Linked DNA regions of Oryctolagus cuniculus: region 1 is linked to region 2. A link is a contact called in public Hi-C data. All regions are on one chromosome and are shown on one strand. The core of a region is the stretch at or near the end of the contact, and the rest is flanking DNA. Distances in the headings are between cores, read along the strand shown. Region 1 has its middle 18 kb from the start of ACKR3. Region 2 has its middle 120 kb from the start of ACKR3.

Region 1 (4,000 bases), core at 263-2,762, 100 kb before region 2:
AATCATTTCCTAGGTAGGTCGGAATCGTCCCTGACAATTCTCAGAAGAAGAAAAGACCCAAAGCAGGGCAGCGTGGCCGCGGCATTACATCTGCTTGGGTGCCTCCGAATGTGTGTTGGCACGGCAACACGTCACCCGGCGCGGGGCCACCGAGCCCGCTCACCGCCCCGGCGACGCTGGATTTGCGTCCTTTCAGCTCTCACTCCCTAGGCCGGGCCGCGATTTGCTGGAGGGGCGCATCAAAGCTTGCCAGGCCGGCGCCTTTCTCAGGGTCGCGGTGCGGGAAGGCGGGTCAGAACCCGGTGTCCATCAGCCGGCCCCCGGCCGCGCCGCCTGAGGTCTGTTCCGAGCTTGTGCCTGCTGACTTGGTCACCCAGCCCCACACTCGCTCCTTCCACCGCGGGCTGGGCAAGCTCCGTGGGGCGCCCGCGGTGTGCCAGGCGCCTGGCCCATCTGTAAGCTCTCAGGACTTGGCAGTTCCTCCTAAACATCTCCCTGGCTGGAAGGGTTAATGATCCTCGGGCTGAGACACAGAGAAATGGCTCTGGACAGCACGAGAGAAGGATCCTGCGAAGCCTCAGAGCCCAGGAGTGGCCTTGGCCTTGCAGGAGCTGGGGCAGCCCTCCTAGTCCAGGCCCCTGGAGACAGGCCCAGGGGACAAAGTGTGGACACAGGCCACACGGCTGCCCTGATGTTCACCTTCTCACGTTCAGAGCCGTGGCTCTCGCCGGGGGTGATTTGGCCCCGAACACGTGGCTCTGTCCGGAGTCAGTCTCGGTTGCCACAACCAGGGGTTGCTACTGGCGCCCCGTGAGCGGAGGCCGGGGTGCTTCTAGACTGGACCAGACATCCCCTTGGGCTGGGCTGGGCAGTGACGAGCTCTGCCCCAGCTGCCAGTGCTGCCGCATGAGGTTCACCACCCCAATTCTGAGGCAGGCGTGTCTGCGTTTTGTACCCCCAACCCGCACACCGGTGCTGGGGGTGCTCTCCCAGGCATGGTCTGCGGCCTGATGCATGCGGACCCCAGAGGCAGGCCCAGGCTCTGCGCCCTCCACCTGCTGGGCAGGTGTTGAGCTGTCATCTGTCGCCACGCCAGTCTTGCTCCTGTGTCCTGACGCTTTCCCCAGCCTGCCTGCATCGAGGGGGTGGCTTCTGCCACCCGCACTGCACGGGACCCAGTCACCAGCTGCTGGCACCCAGGGCACGGCGGCCGGCCTCTCTGCTGAGGTCAGCGTCTCCCGCAGGGCCTCTCGTGCCAGTGGCTGACCAGAGCTCTGCTCCTGCCCCTTTGCCTTGGCTTCCCTGGGGGCTGGGTGACCACCCCTCCCTGAGTCCCGCCAGCTTTGGGGGCGGCTGTCCTCTCCTGGCTCCGCCGCCTGCAGCGGCTTCTGAGGCTCGCCCAGGTCCCCACGCCGCCCTCTCTCTCGGGTGGCGAGTGAGGACTCTGCCCTGAACACCCCTGCCTCACTCAGAGGGCTTCCAGCCGTCACTCCCTCTGACTGGCACTTGGTGTTTGCTGTACACTCTGTGCTCGTCCTGGGCACTTCATCTCTGCTGCGGCCAGCCCCGGTGGAGTGCTGTGCTCGGATCATCTCCCGGTCAGCACTGGGGGTCTCTACGCGGCTTGGTGGCGCTCCAAGTGTCCACGGCACCCGCCCGCGGTGGTGGGAGCCCTCCTAGGGCTCATCCAACATGCGCACCGCAGCGGGAAACGCCCCGGCGGCCTGGTGGGGGCCATTGACTCAGGGATGCGGAATGTGTAGGCAGCCCCAGTGGCCAGTGAGTAATTAGGTGTGGTTGCTGGTGGCCGGCCTCAGGGCTGTCTGGATACGTTCATCATTCCGGGACTGCTCGGGCCCAGCTCCCTGCGAGCGCCCTGCACATTTATCTTCCTGGCCAGAATCCGTGTGGGGATAAACAAATCATGAGCAGGACCTCCTTCCTGGCCTGAGCTGAAAGCCCGGGCTCATCACTCTCGGCTTTCAGACTCCGAGCCTCCGGGGTCAGTGCTCAGCTTATGGGGCAGAAAACAGATGCAGCTAAGATGAGCGCTGTCCCGTGGAAACTGTCCCGTGAGGGCACTGGGACCCTTGTTGGGATGAAGAATTTCAGCCCAGTTAAACGCTTAGTGGCACTTGTAGTCAGCAGATGCTGCATTGCATTGTGGGAAACTCCCATACCATCCTGGATACTTAGCAGCACTTGTAGTCAAACGAGTTTGGCAGATGCTGCATTGCATTGTGGGAAACTCCCATTATGTCCTGGGTACTTCCCGGCCCCTGAGAAGTCACGGAGCCAAGCAGCTCTCCTGGTCTCCTGGTTAGAATGTGGGCTCAGCTGCCCAAGAGCCCAAGAGGCGAGTTTTTCCTCCGAGTCTGAGCTTTCCAGAGGCAGACAGAACAGAAGGGTCAGTGGCAGGGCAAACCCCTCGGAGACCCGCCCTGTGGGTGCGCCTCTTGGAAAACCCCGTCCCAGGAGAGACCTTGATGGCACAATCGTGTCTTTCACGGGGTGGAACAGCCGGCTGGAGGGGAAAGTCATCTCACAGGAGCGGCTCACGCGGCACTGGGCGCGCAAAGCCAAGCGGCGGCTCCGCAGTGTCTTACCTGTGCTGCGGAGTGGCAGCCCTTCCTTGGGGGAGGAGGGAGTGTTTGTTTATCCCTGCCTCAGGCAGCATCCAGGCGGACACTTTGAGTGCATTTCCAACCCAACCCAAGAAACGTACTCAACATAGCGTGGGACCAGCAAGTCAGAGGGGCCATCTGTGGTGTGTGTGGACCCTTTCCAGCCCACCCCAGGAGGGGCCTGGGGTCGTGGATGGGGATGGATGCACCAGGGGCGTCTGTGCATGGGAGGCCCCTGCAGGCGGCTCCATCAAGGTGCCCTGAGCAGAGGGAACCCCGGGCGGAGCAGCTGGGCCGTGTCCGGTCTCCCAGGGTGAAGCCATCGCGGAACCCAGGGAGGCTCACATGGGGGTGTTGCTCCCCCTGCATCTCGTCATGACGAGGGCCGCGGTTGCCAGCGTCCGAGAGAAGTTTCTCGATTCCGTAACCAGTGCCCTGTTCTGGTGGACCTGGCCATGAAGCCCCAGAGACAAGGAGGCTGGGCTCCTCCCAACTGATGGGTATCCAGGGTGGCTGAACTTGGCTGCACCAAGGAATCTGCTGTCGAAGGGAGTAAGCCACGTTCGAGAGGCCGCGCTCCGTGCCCAGGGCCAGTGGCAGGGCTGTGACCGGGCAGCAGCACCTGGCGCAGTGCACGGAGGACTTCCTGGTACGGGAGCCCCAGGGTGCACCGACAGTGCTTTGCCTGTGTGCATTATTTTCCCTACCCAGGTGCCTCGGGGCTTTACGAGGGAGGCAGCCAGGACGGGGATTCAGGATCTGGGGTTCAGGACCAGGGGTTCGGGCCAGGGTGGGTTTCCTCCTCCCTCCACTCTGACTTGGGGAAAGTTATTTACGTCCCAGAGCTTTGGCGGCTGCGTTTGAGAAATGGGGATCCCCGCGGTATCTTCCGCGTGGGCTAAATCAGGGACGGTGCTGAAGCAGACAGCGCAATCCCGGCTGAGCAGACACATTCCAGACAGGGCACGCCTTAGCAGCAACACTCGTGTCCCTCTGGGCTTCCGTAGCGCTTGAACACCTCCCCAACCCGCCAGCCAGACAGTGAGCTGACTATCCCCACCCCACGTGGGCCTGGCTCTGTGTCAGCTCCTCGCCGCGTACTTGTTGAACAAACAAGTGCACAAACGTCAGAGCTCCCCCCGTAAGCCCCAAGCTCCCCCCCCCCCCGTGTTCTCTGGCCTTTACAGGAGCAGGAACGCAATGGATTGAAACAGGTTTAATCAGGAATCATCACAGAGCCGAGCCGGGCGTCTCCCATCACCCATCTAGCCAGGAGGTGGCCTTGGAGCATCGTCCCACATCAGCGGACTCCCGCTCTGAGTCCCGGAGGCTGCGATGCTGAAGAGGATGTGGCTATATGGTTTTTCTTAATTTCT
Region 2 (3,960 bases), core at 754-3,253:
TGCACAGCAGGGAAGAGATACGCCTGCCCTGCCCTGATTTACTGGGCTGTCTCTGGGCTCCGGGTTCCAGACTCAGCCCCAGATCCGGTGCTGTCCTCCTGGGGATGGGATGGTACCTCAGGGTGGCGCCGTCGGTTACGAAGCAGGATCCAGGAGGGATTGGGCCGGGAGCCAGAGGAGGCGTCCCTAGGACGGGATGTTTAAACCCACCTGTCTGTCCCTCTGAATGTTGATCGTTGGTTAGGACGAGGCCCATGTCAGGACACTGGCCTGTGGTCCACTCACTGCTTCTGTCATCCATCTTTGGATGGCCTTGGACTGGGTACTTGTGACACCCAGGACCCCAAGTTTCCACCTGTAAAGTGGGAGGCATGGCCTCTTGCACATTGTGAGGAATGGGGCAGACACAACGCCTGGTGCACCCCACGCTGAGCCACTGATGCGTGTCTCCGTGTGTGCTCATGCCAGGAGCACTCCCGTGTGTCACACGTACCCGTGGGCTGGGCCTCACGCGTGTGCCCGCACTCCCGTCCCTGACCACAGATCCAATTGTGGTTTATGGAGGAGACGAGGCGAGGGAAAGAAGCATTCACTGAAGTCTGATCATTCTTGTTTCCACGTAAGGCTGTTTTCCCGAGCCATCTGGGAACGATCCGTCGAAACCATAATTGTGCATTAAACGTCGCAATTTGTTCCAGACTCCGTCCGCGACCTCAACGATGCTGGGACTCGTTGTGCAGTCCGCACATCGCTGGCTTGGAGACCTTTCTGCCCCAGACACAGCGCGGTCCCCACCCTCCCGGCCGGCTCTCAGGATCCCTCTGCCAGAACCAGTGCTGCGCGCTGCCCTGGAGGGCAGGAGGCGGCGCTCGGGACGGGGAAGCTGAGAACCGCGTGTTCCTGCCGGGGAGAGACGCGGCTCTGGCACGGTTTTCGACCCTGCCTCCCCAGGTGCCTTGCCCAGCACAGCTCTGGCTCTGGGGGCACTGGGGGCCATCCTGTTGCTCTGGGTGGTCCGAGCCCTGGGTGCTCATGGCGGGGCGGGGGGAAGCACCTGCTGAGCTCCCCTGGGGATCTGCTTGGGGCGGGCACTTCCTGTCACGCTGACTCCCTGGTGCCCGAGCCTGAGCACCAGCAGACCTGGTCTCACTGTGGGTCTCCCCAACCACTGCTCTCACGTGGCCCTGGCTCCTGGTGCCGTCGTCCCCTAGCTGGGACCTCGCCTTCTCTGTTGCTGGATGTGGTGCCCTGCACACAGGGCAAGGAAGGGATTGAGTGAACGAATGAATGAGAATGCATGGCCCTTCCTTTCCCTGCAGTCCTTCGTGGATTTCTGTGCTGCGCCAGCCGGTCTGGTCTAGCCACACGCTTGGTATTTAAGTGGTTTTTCCACTCTGAGCGTTTTTGGTTTCTTTTCTTTTTGTTCTCCTTTCTCTCCTCTCCCACCCACCCGTTGTTCCTGGTGTCGACTTTCAACTCGGCCCAGCAACGAGAATTTGAGAACTTGAGCTTCTGAGCCCCTGGGCAGCGCCTGTGCGGTCGCCCTGCTGTGACCCCTGGCCCGGCGCAGCAGGTGTGCGCCTGGGCAAGCTCTGGGTTCCCAAGGCGTTCACGAAGGATGACGCATCCAGTGCTGTCCCCCCGTTACCTCCTGGAGTCCCCGGCCTCCAAGAAGGAGGCCGTGTGGGTCCAGCCCCAGCGTGGGCAGCTGAGGCAGTAGCTGCTCCGTGTTGTCCAGGGCTGAGGGGACCAGGGCTGGGGGGGGGGGGTGAATGGGAGTGACGCGGGAAGGGGCAGCTGCTGCCCTGGGAGAGGGGCCAGGTGGGGAGGCCGGCCTGGCATGGCTGTGCTCTGGCAGGCGTGGGCCGAGGGCAGGGGATCAGGGAGGGGTTTCCCTGTGGGTGACCTTGGCGGGTGCTCAGTGACCCCTGCCTGGGGCCGGCTCTGTGCCTGCCCACGCTGCCAGTTCCAGCAGGCAGAGTCCATGGCGGGGACTCGGGGCGCGTTTCCAGCTCCCCGGGCGGACGCTGCTGGTGACTTCTCGGCATTTCAGAACCGTGACCGAGTCCCTGGAGCCGTCTGGACAGCCTGGGCCTGGACGGCCGCAGTGTTCTGTGCCCTCCGTGAGCAGTGCTCTCCCAGAAAGGGAAGGGCTTCCTTCTCATTTGGTTAAATATGTGATTAGCAAGACTTTGCATGTCTGTGTGTATGCATCATCGTACACAGCCATGCACTGTGGTGGACACACACAGGAGTGTGCACTGTGTATAACATACAGACACATACAGGGGTGTGCACTGTGTATAACACACACACAGCCATACACAGCCATGCACAGGCGTGTGCACTGTGTACACACACATAGCCACACACAGGAGTGCGCACTGTGTACACACACAGCCACACACAGGAGTACACACTGTGAACACACACACACACAGAGGAGTGTGCACTGTGTACACACACAGCCACACACAGGAGTGCGCACTGTGTACACACACACACACACACAGGAGTGAGCACTGTGTACACACACCCACACACAGGGGTGTGCACTGTGTATAATACACACACACAGGAGTGCGCACTGTGTACACACACAGCCACACACAGCCATGCACAGGAGTGTACACTGTGTACACACACACACAGGAGTGAGCACTGTGTACACACACACACACACACAGGAATGCGCACTGTGTACACACACACACACAGGAGTATGCACTGTGTACACACACACACACAGGAATGCGCACTGTGTACACACACACACAGGAGTATGCACTGTGTATAACACACAGATACACACAGGAGTGTGCACTGTGTATAACACACACACACAGCCACACACAGCCATGCACAGGCGTGTACACTGAGTACACACACACTCACAGGAGTGAGCACTGTGTACACACACACACACAGGAGTGCGCACTGTGTACACACACACACACAGGAGTATGCACTGTGTACACACACACACAGGAGTGTGCACTGTGTACACACACACACAGGAGTGTACACTGTGTACACACACACACACAGGGGTGTGCACTGTGTATAACACACAGATACACACAGGAGTGTGCACTGTGTATAACACACACACAGCCACACACAGCCATGCACAGGCGTGTACACTGAGTACACACACACTCACACAGGCGTGTGCGGCTCTGTGTGCATAGACACGCTCACGCCTGTTCTCGGGGCTGTGCCCTGTGCCCTGTGCCCCGGATCCCACTCTAGGAAGTCGCCCACCACAAAGTAAGAAGTCACTCCACTCGGGGATGGCCCTTTCCTCTTATTTTATATTTCCAGTCGTCTGTAGTAATCAAGATATCCCGGGCAAACACACTCTGCACCAGAATATTCCTCAAAACGCTGTCAGCTCGGGTGGGCGGCGGCTGCGGGGCTGTGGCAAAGCCGGGGCCGAGGATGGACTTCTGCCCCTTCCGGTCCTGTCTCCCCTGTGTGCACCTGGGCATGGTGTTCACGCTCCCTAACCGCAAAGTAGCAGTGACACTAGATCCTACCCCACAGCGTGGCGTCAGTTCAGTGTTCAGCCTGCGTCCTTATGAAATGTCTGGTTACACATCTAACGCGGTTTATTACCACATTAATAATTCACGAGGCTGCAAACATTTGGTCTCCCGGCTGCCCCGGCGCCGGAAGCAGCTCGGTGGAGTCCGAGTGGGATGAAGTCTGAGCGTCCTCACGGCTTTGCCCCCAACAGGAAGAGCGAAGGGCGAGTCGTGGGGATGATGAGGTTGCCCCCCGGAGTCGTGGCCTTTACGTCCGGGCTGACGGGTGGGCTGTGCACGAGGAAGGGCCCGAGCCTACAGCCCGGCAAGTCAGCTGGGGCTCTCAGGGTCCTGCGAGCCCCCAGCCCAGCTGCCTGTCCCAGCCCGCCTCCCGGGGCCCGGCGGTGAAGCCCAGGAGCTGCGGGCCTCGCTG

Evidence for each region. A called contact is a pair of places that touch in the nucleus more often than the background predicts.
Region 1: a contact with region 2 is called in a Hi-C map of an unstated tissue, with 1.7 times the contacts expected there. The contact joins two enhancer-like sites. A contact is called at or near these places in 2 of 6 Hi-C or Micro-C datasets (skin fibroblasts and an unstated tissue).

Annotation. Positions count from the first base shown.
Region 1 is chr3:3,481,728-3,485,727 of mOryCun1.1, reverse strand. No RefSeq gene overlaps it. Among named protein-coding and RNA genes, the nearest start is that of ACKR3, 18 kb to the left of the region's middle. Within about 2 kb of position 1,512, at least 1 of the 8 cell types and tissues checked has an H3K27ac peak or open chromatin away from gene starts, as enhancers often do.
Region 2 is chr3:3,381,849-3,385,808 of mOryCun1.1, reverse strand. No RefSeq gene overlaps it. Among named protein-coding and RNA genes, the nearest start is that of ACKR3, 120 kb to the left of the region's middle. Within about 2 kb of position 2,003, at least 1 of the 8 cell types and tissues checked has an H3K27ac peak or open chromatin away from gene starts, as enhancers often do.